Linked DNA regions of Mus musculus: regions 2, 3 and 4 are each linked to region 1. The links are chromatin contacts, called in public ChIA-PET, Micro-C and promoter capture Hi-C maps. All regions are on one chromosome and are shown on one strand. The core of a region is the stretch at or near the end of the contact, and the rest is flanking DNA. Distances in the headings are between cores, read along the strand shown. Region 1 holds the start of Cep72 (centrosomal protein 72). Region 2 holds the start of Slc12a7 (solute carrier family 12, member 7). Region 3 has its middle 25 kb from the start of Slc6a19. Region 4 holds the start of Tert (telomerase reverse transcriptase).

Region 1 (2,700 bases), core at 116-2,615:
AGCATACAAAAAGAAGCACAAGCCTTATACATGGCAACAGTGGCTCTTCTTACCCCATCTCAGACAGCTGATGAATGCCAAGGTTGGGAGCAGCATGGGGGGGGGGTGTGTATGTGAGATCAACAGAATGTTCTGGGTAGGACTGCCTGCCAACTCTCCAGGTAGTAGGGAAGACCAGGCTGTGGGACTCCAGCTAAGGAAGGTTCCTGCTAACCTCCAGGTCTAGTTGGGAAAGCTTTATGAACTATGAGGCAGAAGGGATTGTTCCTGATGTGACCCAGCCTGGCTCATCATCTCTATCTCCGAGTCACAACACTGTTCCTTGCTCTGTGTCTTCACCAGCACCAAATCAAGTTCAAGTGCTGCTGGCTCACTCCTAAACACCTCAAATGGAACTTAAGGACATAAAACAGCTTAAATGCATGTAGGTTTGGCCACAGTCTAATGTTACCACGGCAGATGGTATTTAATAAACCACCGGAAAGAGTACTTGGTAGTAATTAATCATTAGCATAACCTTTTACTGAGGCTTGTAAGAAATCATAGGCTTGTAGGAATCTTTGCAGGGTGCAAAGCTAATCCTTGTCCCTCTTTCTTCAGTGAAGATGTAAAACGTTAGTAAACAGAAACGTTACTTCCCAAGTTTCTACTGGCACTTTCATTGCAGTAGAAAAGCTGGTCTTGGGTCTGTCCCTGACAGACCATCCGTCTCCCCAAGGTCCCACTTGGACTCTGATCTTGGTCAGAGAAAATAGAATAAGAGAGGGTGATTGAAATCTGTGTTGTGTCCTGAGGCGCCACATGTCTTAGATGGCAAGCATACAAGCCTTAATTTGCTTCTGAAAAGCTTAGTTATCTCTCCAATGCCTGGAAGTTATTAGTAGACCCCAGGTTTGATGAAAGGACTTTCAATGTGTCTTAGTTAGGAGAAATTTTTTTTTTTTTTTTTTTTTTTTTTTGCACACAGCCTGTCTCTCCAGCCACATGATGAGAACTTTTGGAAGTGCGTGGGGGTTGGCGGGGGGGGGGGGGGGGAGCATCTCAGGGGCTGGGACAGGAAGAAACCTTAGGAGAGAAGGCTCCTGGAGGGAGTAGGAAATGAATGGAAGTGGGAGTAGGTGCGAATGCCCCGGGCACTAACAGCTGTTTCCACAAACCGCACTGAACGCAATGGGGTTGTCCTGGGGAGGAGCCAGAGCAGGGTGAGGTTGCACTCAGAGCTCAGCGGATTAGGATGGCTTGGGTGAACCTGTCCCAAAGAAAGTTTTAAACACAGCCGAAGCTCCGCCCACCCTCCTGGGCCCGCCCCTTGCAGGCTTGGTCCCGCCCGCCCGTTCCAGATCACGTCACAGCGCAGGCGCCGCGCGCCAGCGTCCGGTTTGAAAACATGGCGCCAGGCCAGCGGTTGGTTTTGTGTGAAGAGACTGTACGAGAGCGCAGCGGCCTGGGTCCCCACCGCGACCTGGGTGCGTGGGGGACAGACTGGGTTGGCCTGCCGGGCCTGATAGCTCTGCCTCCGTGCGAATGGCACTTGACCACAAACGGTCTCGGCCCGTGGGGCAAGGAGGCGGGGCCGGCTGGGCGGGTTTGTGGGGAAGGGCGTGGCTAAGGTCCTGGAGAGCCGGTGGACGCGGCCTGGGTTTTCTGTGGGACCGCGGTCAGGCTGAGCCCCCCGCTTCTTTTTTGCAGCAGCTTTCATCTGTCTTCCTGGGTTCCTACATGGCATTTCGCTTATGAAGATGCAGGTCTCTTTTTATATGGTTTGGACATCAAGGCCCCATTACGTTTTGAGCAAGAGATCGTGCGGAATTTGTGTTGTGATTTTTTTTTTTTCCTTTTTAACTTTTTTCCCCTGGACTTTGACAGGGAAACCACGCAGGCCTAGAATTTTCCATTGTTGAAGATTTTCGATTACCATTTTTTAAATTCGATTACGATTTTTAAACTTATAGTGGTTTCACCTAGAGTGCATTTTCGTTATCTAAATCGTTTTTTCTTGATTGTCAACCATATCTACATAGAACTGACTACAGCATTCTCTTACTATTTTATTAATGCTTGTGGGGCCTGTAGGGATATTCCCCATTTTCATAAATGGTACTTAATCTGGCTCTATCTTTCAGTCATGTTGGAGATATACGGTTTTTGGTCATGCCAAAGACACCACTTTTGGGTTGGTTGATTTGTCTTCACTGTTTTTAAATTTTACCTTTTTCTCTGTGCTTGCTTTGCATTTATTTTCCTCTTTAGATTCTAGAAGTGAAACGTGTGGATTAAAGCTTGTTTTATAATTTAAATCTCTTAATCTGTACATTTCTCTTTACGTATCACATAGCTGCACACACTAACACATTTGTTAGTGTTTATATTTCTACTGTGTGTTAAGGTACTGGAGATAGAACATAGGGCTTTGCATATGCTAAGCAAATGCCCTGTCATGGGACTTCACCCCAAACGTTTTTTTAATTTTTCAAGTGTGTTATTAAGCCAAGATGACCTTGATCTCCATTTTTAACGGAACCTGGCCTTGGAATTTTAGTCCGACACTCAAGTGGCTAGGATTGCAGGCAGTTGCCACCATGACTGGTTCTAATTTTCATTGATTTTAATATGCTTTTCAAATATCCCTTTAGGTATCTTCTTAGACCTCCAAATTATTTAGTGATTGCTCACATTTTTATTCTTTAGGGATGTCTTTTT
Region 2 (2,700 bases), core at 68-2,567, 300 kb after region 1:
TCCTAGTCTATGAATGCAGGCTCCTAAAAGTATGGACTAGAGGAAGCGCAGTTTCTACTGCCTGTATTCTGAGCAGCAAAAGCTCTGATGCCATATATAAAAGATCCGTCCATCTCTTGAGGATTGCACCCTCTTTTCCTTCCAGACCCAGAACCTGGAGCCCAAACCTCCAATGTAAAACTTGGGGTAGGTGCAAGGCCAGCTGCAGCTGTAGGTCTGTGCTGGGTCCTCTCACCTATTAGGGCCTATTAGGATCTAGGTCTAGAAGAGAGTTGGAACAGGGAGGAAGCAGTCAGTTCAAGGTGACTTGCCATCAGCAGAGAGGGTGCTGAGAAGTAGGATGGAGAGAGATTCCCAGGCCCATCACCACCCCGTGGAAAGTGAAAGTGCCAGAGAGCTCCGGATCCAAGGAACAAAGAGCAGCAAAGAGAAGCCCGCGCTCAGAGTGCGCAGCCCCCTCCCCAGGCTTACACGGGCCTCTGTCCTTCCTCTAAGATCCCAAGGGAAGTTTGGCTGGTCCAAGGTCAGTGGAGGCAGATCTGGGATCCCAGTCGGATTTATCGGTTGACCACACTGGGCCATCCTGGAGCAAAAGAAAGCTTGCCCAGAGGAAGCTGTCCGTCAGTGAGATCACCCATCCAGGGGTCTGTACCTCCAGCTCTCCCAGGTACCACCTAGACACCTGGGCCTTCCCGTTCCATAGGTACCTCCAGTAGCTCTGCAACTCCTCCCTAGTCCCGTCAGAGTTGCCAAACCAAGTAGTTTCCGGTGCTCCAGCCTCGATGCTCCAGTCAGGCCATGCAGAGAGGTGGGAACCGCGCCCCCAGGGCTGACTGAGTCAGGCCAACAGGGAGATATGCAGCGGGCGCCTCAAGCAAGGAGCAGAGCACTGAATTCAAGAAACTGAACGAACAGGGCCAACAAACCACCAGCCCAAGAATCCTCTCCCGGTCTCGGGTCACTCCTCCGAGCCAGGCAGATACCAGTTGGCCCTTCTGACCCCTTCCCATCGCCCCGCTACGCGCCGCGCGGGCCGCCGCCAACCAACGAGTCAGAGCGGCCCAGCGGCAGCAGAAGGGCCCAGCCTCTGCCTTTGTCCCGTTGCAGGTGCGGCCAAGCTCACCCGGCGTAGGGGAGGTTTGATCCACGCTCTCGGGAGACTCGGGTTCTTCCGTGCGCTCAGCAGCTTCGTCCCCGGCGCCGTCGGCGCGCGCCTCCACCGGCACCACCGTAAAGTTCGTGGGCATGGCTCCGTTAGACTCTGCTGTCCCTCGCAGCCACACGCTGCTCCAGAGCAGCCGCCGGACTCCGGCGTAGGGGCGGGGTCCGCCCGGCCCGCCCTTGCCCGCCACGTGACCTCACCTGCCCGCCCCCACGGCTCGGGAAAAGTTTGCCCGGGGCGGGGTCGGGAGGCTTCCGGAACGACCACGCCCACCAGACGCTCCACCCCTTAAAACTCCGCCCCTGTAGCCACAGTCTCAGGGTTGCCCCGCCAGAGCCCTGTACCCTCAAGGACTCGGTACGCACAAACCCAACCCCTAGAGGCCACCGCTGAATGAACTGCCCACAGATGCAGACCTCCCTCAGCATAAGAGACACCAGTTCCTCCCCGCAGGACCGCGTCCTCCTCCCATTCCTACTCACAACACAGGCTCAGAGCCCTCCCGCCCTCCAAGAGCCTGTCATTCACCACTTCCACAGCTTCAGTTCTTCCATTCTCATTCCAAACTCCCGTGGGGCTCTTCTCCCACCACCCCACAGGTCATGGCTCCTTTCTCTCAGTTTGCAGCTCCTCATCTCCACCAACGCTGGTGATCTGGGCCCAGGCCCTGACCAGGTCAGGCTGCTAACCTAGGCCAGGGAGTAATGGCCAATCAGGGGACGCTGTGCACCCTGGGGTTAAGTAATCCCACCCAAGAAGGTCACTGGGCTCTGGGACAGGCCTAGCCAGCCAAGCCCGAGACTCTTTGTACCTGCTGGCAGGAGTGTTCCACGATCCAACCTGGGGAACCCTTGCAGCCCAAACTTGGAGGGTGGCAGTTCCTCCCTTTGGCTCCAAGGGCAGGTAAATTCCGAAGGTAGTAGTGACAGGAAGATCCGAGCAAAGAGTTCCAGAACACCACATGGTGGAAGTCACAGATCTTCCGGAATTTCAGGACCTTGTGCATTTTCAATGAAAGACTGGTGAAAAACTGGAAACAAATATTCTTCAAGAGAGAATGGAACTAAAATGTTAGGGTATCATACCCAACACATCCTACAAAAAGCCATAGCCCCCAGGTGCAACAAGTCACCCAAAACTGTTTTAGATGGTCAAAGAGAAACACAGGTGATATGCCTAGAGCTGCTCACAACCTGTGGAACAGGGCCAGCCAGGTGGCCTGGCCCAGTTCAATCAGGGACACGGACTGGAAGGCAGCTGCCGGACCAGTGACACCGCTGGGATAGGCTGAGATACGGGAGTTAAAGGGATTTGCATATCCTACCGATGAGAATAAAACATTTTGAAACTAACTCAGAAAAGCCATTTCTGGGAAAGCCCAACTGTACCCAGTATGGCCGGCTTTCTGCCCTCTGCCAGGAAGGAGCTTGGGGGAAACATGGGCCACTCAGGAATGGCCTCTTATACAGTTTCCAGCTCCTATGGGGGATAGGGCACAACTTGCTCAGATCATACTGTCACCCCACCTCCCTCCAGGA
Region 3 (2,700 bases), core at 93-2,592, 340 kb after region 1:
TCATAAGGACATTATGTGTGACACAGAGGTGGTGAGTAACTAAGTATTAAGCATATTAAAGATAGCCCAGGGACTGGTAAGATGGCTCAGCGGGTAAGAACACCCGACTGCTCTTCTGAAGGTCCTGAGTTCAAGTCCCAGCAACCACATGGTGGCTCACAACCTTCTGTAAGGAGATCTGATGCCCTCCCTCTTCTGGTGTGTCTGAAGACAGCTGCAGTGTACTTACATATAATAAATAAATAAAATCTTAAAAGTAAAAGAAAACAATGTTTTTTTTTTAAAAAAAAAGATAGCCCAGGATAATTTGACTCCAGAGCTACAACACTCCAAATCTCCAAAACTCAAGACACTTTAGTCAGCTAAATAGCATTTCGAATATTTATCAAAGGTGTGGCTTTTTTCTGTGAATTCACTGGAACAATGGGGAAAAGGTGGGGGAGACAGACAAGTGGGATCTGCCTTGTTCTGTCCACTAAATTCTGTAATTCTAAACTTCTCTTTAAAATGAGCTCTAAACTTAGAGTCAAACCAATGGAACACATTCATTCTTGAGACACTGGAAGGAGTCAGCTAGTATCTTGGTTGTATCTGACACTTGGCCATGAAGGAGGCCCAGGAGAGCTGGTGCTTCCTTCCTTTCTGCCTCCAGAAGATTCTTACCAGCTACGGGGGCCACAGCAGGTAGGGGCCTGAGCTTTCCTGAGCATTGGAACAGAGACAGGCTATGTTCAAATGAGTTCTGGGTGGGTATCCCTATAGCCTACAGGTAGTTTTTCTTTTGGTATTGTACAAGGATTTTAATCCAACAACATGGCTACTCTGACTGGAATACAGACAGGCTCTTAGCACACACCTTTAATCCCTCTGGCTGCAATACAGACACACTCTTAGCACACACCTTTAATCCCAAATAATGAAAGTAAAGTTAGTTTGTAGAAGGAAGCACCCGTGTTTGAAAGTGATGTCTAATTAAAAAGCAGAAAAGTGATGAATTAGAGAGAGCTTAGACAATAGGATATGCCTGTCACGAGAGCAGAGTGAAAAGAAAGGCTACTTAAGAGAGAGCAGTGCAGAGAGAGAAGGGAGGCAGTTTTACCAGACAGTTGTACAGAAACATGTTGCAGAGAGAGAACAAGCTAGACACAGGTGAAGATGGGATGAGCCAGAGAATGGGAAGGAGCTAGAAGATTAGAACATACTGCCAAAGTCAGTGTGAGGCCAAGCAGATCAATTCAGGAGAAGGCAAGAAAAAAGTCAGATAGACTCAGTCAGCGTGGAGAGGAGTCTGAGGCAGAATGGCTGAGTTAAATCAGCCAGTCAGAGATCAGAAAGAAGTAGGAAGTGGTGAGCATGTTCAGCCGCAAGTCTCAGAGACTGAAAACACTCTAGGACTAGATAAGGTTTACGGAGGCTAGACGCTTCCACGATTAGGACTAGGTTAGGCAGACTCAGTAAGCCTCTGAGTCAATTATATCAGGTGAATAAAAGGTACTTTCACACACACACACACACACACACACACACACACACACTATATATATATATATATATATATATATATATATATATATATATATATTCTCATTCATGAGACTGGCAAAAAGATATAACCTTGTAGATGTATGTGGCCAGGGTCAGTTAGAACATCCCAAATGTTTTCTTGATGTATCACAGTCCTAGCTATAAACTTCTGTCTGTCCGCCTGTCTGTCTTCCTTCCTTCCTTCCTTCTTTTTTTAGATTTATTTATCTATTTTGTATGAGTACACTGTTGTTGTCTTCAGACACACCAGAAGAGGGCATCAGATCCCATTACAGGTGGTTGTGAACTACCATGTGTCTGCTGGAAATTGAACTCAAGATCTCTGGAAGAGCAGTCAGTGCGCTCTGTCTCTGTTTCTGTCTCTGTCTCTGTCTCTCTTCCTCTCTCTCAAAAGTCAAAATCTTCAGTTAAGATTTATTTTATTTATATGAGTGCATGGTAGCTGTCTTCAGACACACCAGAAGAAGGTATTTCATGAGGGTGAACCACCATGTAGTTGCTGGGAATTGAACTCAGGACCTCTGGAAGAGCAGAAGGTGCTCTTACCCTCTGAGCCAGCCCCAACTCCTGTCTTTCTAAGAGGTGCTGGAGCATCTCAGCTGCCCCTCTCTGCTCTTGCTCAGCACCTACACGATGTGGTGGCATTTTCCCAGTGACTGTGAAAAGGAACTTGGTCAGAGTGGGGTATGGGTGCTGGTGGGATCAGGCAAGGTCTGTTCAGGATGGGTCTACCTATGGGAGACACGGTGTGGTCAGTGAAGGTGGCTGGGTCATTGCCTGGGTTTACTGAGCAGTGGTGACCAGGATTTGGCTGTCAGTAGGCACATTACAGGTATTTGAGAACTCAGTATCTATCTTAGAGAATCTCAAGGTCACAATACCCAGAAGCTCTCAAGAGAGATCAATGCTGCATCCCTGGCTACACAACTCTTAGGTCAGCTGCTCAGCTCCTGGCTATGGCCTCCCTGAAGAAGGCCCGCCCTACAACAAGACACATCTTTTTGATAGTCCACCAGTGCCCTGGATATCCAAGCTCACACCTAAGATTTCTGGGTGAGTGGACAAGAAGACTCTGTGACAGGAGCCTACTGATGCAGTATTGAGGTGGGAGCATGGGGCAGCCAGGATGGCAGGAGAGACCTAGGAGTCCCAAGC
Region 4 (2,700 bases), core at 95-2,594, 440 kb after region 1:
GCCTTGAGCCCAGAAAGATGATCTCCACCAGTCTCCTGGCCCCAGTCAAGTTAGGCTGGAGGTTGCTGAGTAGGAATGAGGGGTTTAGACGCTCTTGGCCATCTCCCCTGGAGTAAAGGAAATGTCTGGTCTCAATAAATGGCCTGAGCTGAAAGGCATTTTGGCGGGGTGGTGACAGCAGAGATGTGGAGCTGGGCTTGTGTTTACAGCACACCGACCCAGAGAGACTCAGGTCAGACACCTTTCCTTTAGAAGACAAATCTTTCTCTGCAGTAGGCACCTCGGGGGACCGAGCAGGACTTGGCACCCATGATTTGCCTGATGGGGTTGGTAGCACCTGCCTGTGGGGTCCCTCCTCCACTCTCGGGACAGGATAGCATCTGGCCTTCTTAGCTGAAGGCACACTTGTACTGGTGAGACTCAGATGCCTCTTTGTACCTCGAGATGGCAAGGCCAGGGGTTTCGGTGCTTCCTGGCGACTACTGCTCTTGATCTGTTGTAAGAACCTAAGGTTAGTGAAATTCCTGCCCACGGGTCGGGTGGGCCTGTAACTAGCGGACACAGAGGGCCAGATATCCGTGGTGGCACAAATTTGGTACAGGGGAGACCCACACACCTGGTAGGCACAGCTGGGGGGCACCAGAAGATAAAGAGCACAGTGTGCCAGCAGGTAGACCAGCAGGTCGTCGCCCACTCGGCTCAACAGTAGCATCCATGCACCACTGACACGCAGGGTCTCAATAACAGTGTTGGGCAAGTAGCTACGCACGCTACTAGTGAAGGCCATGGGAGGCCCGCCTCTGGCCTCGTTAAGCAGCTCAAAGCCAAAAGCCAGCACGTTTCTCTCGTTGCGCTCGCAGAGTCTCTGCACAACCCTGGCCACCAGCTCTTTCAGGGATGACACCTGGTAAGGAGAAGAGGGTCTTGACACATGAGCTAGACGCACTATCCCACGTCCTCCCGGCTTTCCGCCCCTGACCCATGGGGATCCCGCCTGGAGGCCCACCTGGTGGAAGGAAAGGTCGGCAGGTGGAGGCTGTGAGCCCCAGTGCATGCACACTAGGCATTGGGCAACCAAAGTGCGGTAGATCTTCGGGTCCCCGGGTTGCACAAGCCGCCTGCCCTCGGGCCCCAGGCGCCGCACAAAGGTTGCCAGCGGCCACACCTCCCGGTATCGGCTGCGCAGCAGAGAGCGCACCGCGGGGCAACGAGGAGCGCGGGTCATTGTGCTCAAGGCCGGGATGGGCCTCCCACGTGCGGGAACCAAGATGCAAGGGTGTGCTTAGAAAACAGCCAGGACCCAGGCCACTGAGAGTCCACGACGAAAAAGATGAGGCTGGGAACGGAGGAAGGGGCGGGATTCAGGCGGACCAAGCGTTGTAGCGGAAGGGGCGGGGTCGCAGCAATAGTACTTTTCCGTTGATGGTCACAATGCTGGTGCATGAGGACCAGGTGTGTTCCCCGGCCAAGTTCAGTGGTTGCTGGATGTGTTGGAGTAACGAAAGGGGGCGCACTCATGCAGGATTTCCCTCTACAGAATGCTTCTCGGGCTTCCTTTTCGCCCTGAGCTGGGAATCCCCAGGTGGTCTAGACTGGGGCGAGGTTTGGGCAAGCAAAGAAGCCTATCCTTGATGTATTGAAGGTTAGGTAGGCGGAGGGACCTAAGGTTTTGCCTGTTCCTGAGCTGACTGCTCCAGCCTGCTGTGGTTGACACAGACAGTGAGGTGGGTGGTGGCAATCTCAGTTCTTAATGATTACAGCTGAAATTCTACTATATAGGTTAAGGCTTTATTGTGGTGCGACCATACACTCAGATCCCAAATATGTTCCGTAAACACCCACCACCAAAGGAAGGGGACTAGGTAAAAGCCCTGCGTTAGCTTTTTTCACTGTTCCAGTGGCCTTCACCTCAGAGTCCAGAGCATCATCTCAACTCACGCACCCATAGCAAGGCCAGGGCCATTGGGTGAGGGCGCTTGCCTGTGCACACAGCCAAAGCGGCGACCTCGACCTTAGGATGGCAGCTCTGCTAGGTTGGCAACTGTGATAGTACTTGCACGTGTGAGGCGGGGGTAGGATAGGGGTGGGGGTTGTTGTTGGGGCATATGTAATGACACGACTCTGAGCCATAGTTAGAGAGGGGCTGCTGAATTTTGAATCTCTGGGAAATAGGGAATCTGTGATCTCTACTGTAGCTGAGTTTGGCAAACACTGAAATGCTAACAAATATAACCTTTGGTGCCTTCAGCTTTCTGAGGAAATTGCTTCTATCCACCGACCTAGCATTTGAACAGGCGCGTTTTCATATTTACTCCCTTATAGGAGGTCTGCCGCCTTGTAAATGCTCAGGATTACAGGAGCTATTTTAGAAGTCCGTTTAGTGGACATCAGTCTTTTTGAGGGGTTTGTTTGAGATTTGCTTAGTTCTGCTACTTAGGAGATATGGGCCTGAACTGAGAAATTTATGCCAACAATGAAGCTACCTTAGTGTAGTTCCCCAAAGAAACCAGCATAGAAAACAGTCTCAAAAATAAGAATATCGCGGGGCATGGTGGTGCACACTTGTAAGCTACCTTAGTGTAGTTCCCCAAAGAAACCAGCATAGAAAACAGTCTCAAAAATAAGAATATCGCGGGGCATGGTGGTGCACACTTGTAAGCTACTCTTGGGAAGTAGAGGCAGGATGAGAAGGCATTCAAA

Evidence for each region. Promoter capture Hi-C pulls out the DNA fragments that hold promoters and counts their contacts. Hi-C and Micro-C count contacts between places; a contact is called where the count stands out from the background. ChIA-PET counts read pairs in DNA pulled down with a chosen protein or histone mark.
Region 2: a Micro-C map of embryonic stem cells shows a contact between it and region 1, with 5 times the contacts expected there. The contact joins the promoter of Slc12a7 here to the promoter of Cep72 in region 1. A contact is called at or near these places in 2 of 39 promoter capture datasets (cranial neural crest and pre-B cells), 5 of 484 Hi-C or Micro-C datasets (Sertoli cells, embryonic stem cells, muscle stem cells and 1 more), 3 of 115 datasets of contacts at active chromatin or transcription factors (embryonic stem cells, microglia and pancreatic cancer cells) and 1 of 9 other capture datasets (adipose tissue).
Region 3: an RNA polymerase II ChIA-PET map of memory CD8 T cells shows a contact between it and region 1, with 6 read pairs. The contact joins the enhancer-like site here to the promoter of Cep72 in region 1. A contact is called at or near these places in 4 of 39 promoter capture datasets (cranial neural crest, embryonic stem cells and second pharyngeal arch cranial neural crest), 3 of 115 datasets of contacts at active chromatin or transcription factors (embryonic stem cells, memory CD8 T cells and pancreatic cancer cells) and 1 of 9 other capture datasets (embryonic stem cells).
Region 4: a promoter capture Hi-C map of embryonic stem cells shows a contact between it and region 1, with 2.5 times the contacts expected there. The contact joins the promoter of Tert here to the promoter of Cep72 in region 1. A contact is called at or near these places in 5 of 39 promoter capture datasets (the 3T3-L1 cell line, cranial neural crest, embryonic stem cells and 2 more), 1 of 115 datasets of contacts at active chromatin or transcription factors (large pre-B cells) and 1 of 9 other capture datasets (adipose tissue).

The regions. Positions count from the first base shown.
Region 1 is chr13:74,060,950-74,063,649 of GRCm38.p6, reverse strand. Cep72 (centrosomal protein 72) reads left to right here and starts at 1,365. Exons shown (of 12, transcript NM_028959.3): 1 at 1,365-1,466. The coding sequence starts at 1,388.
Region 2 is chr13:73,762,314-73,765,013 of GRCm38.p6, reverse strand. Slc12a7 (solute carrier family 12, member 7) reads right to left here and starts at 1,317. Exons shown (of 24, transcript NM_011390.2): 1 at 1,124-1,317. The coding sequence starts at 1,247.
Region 3 is chr13:73,724,148-73,726,847 of GRCm38.p6, reverse strand. No RefSeq gene overlaps it. Among named protein-coding and RNA genes, the nearest start is that of Slc6a19, 25 kb to the right of the region's middle. Within about 2 kb of position 1,342, at least 37 of the 459 cell types and tissues checked have an H3K27ac peak or open chromatin away from gene starts, as enhancers often do. A contact at or near this core is called in memory CD8 T cells, where this site is marked.
Region 4 is chr13:73,625,555-73,628,254 of GRCm38.p6, reverse strand. Tert (telomerase reverse transcriptase) reads right to left here and starts at 1,344. Exons shown (of 16, transcript NM_009354.2): 1 at 1,007-1,344; 2 at 1-904. The coding sequence starts at 1,225. RefSeq lists enhancers at 1,405-1,425, 1,566-1,585 and a promoter at 1,255-2,700.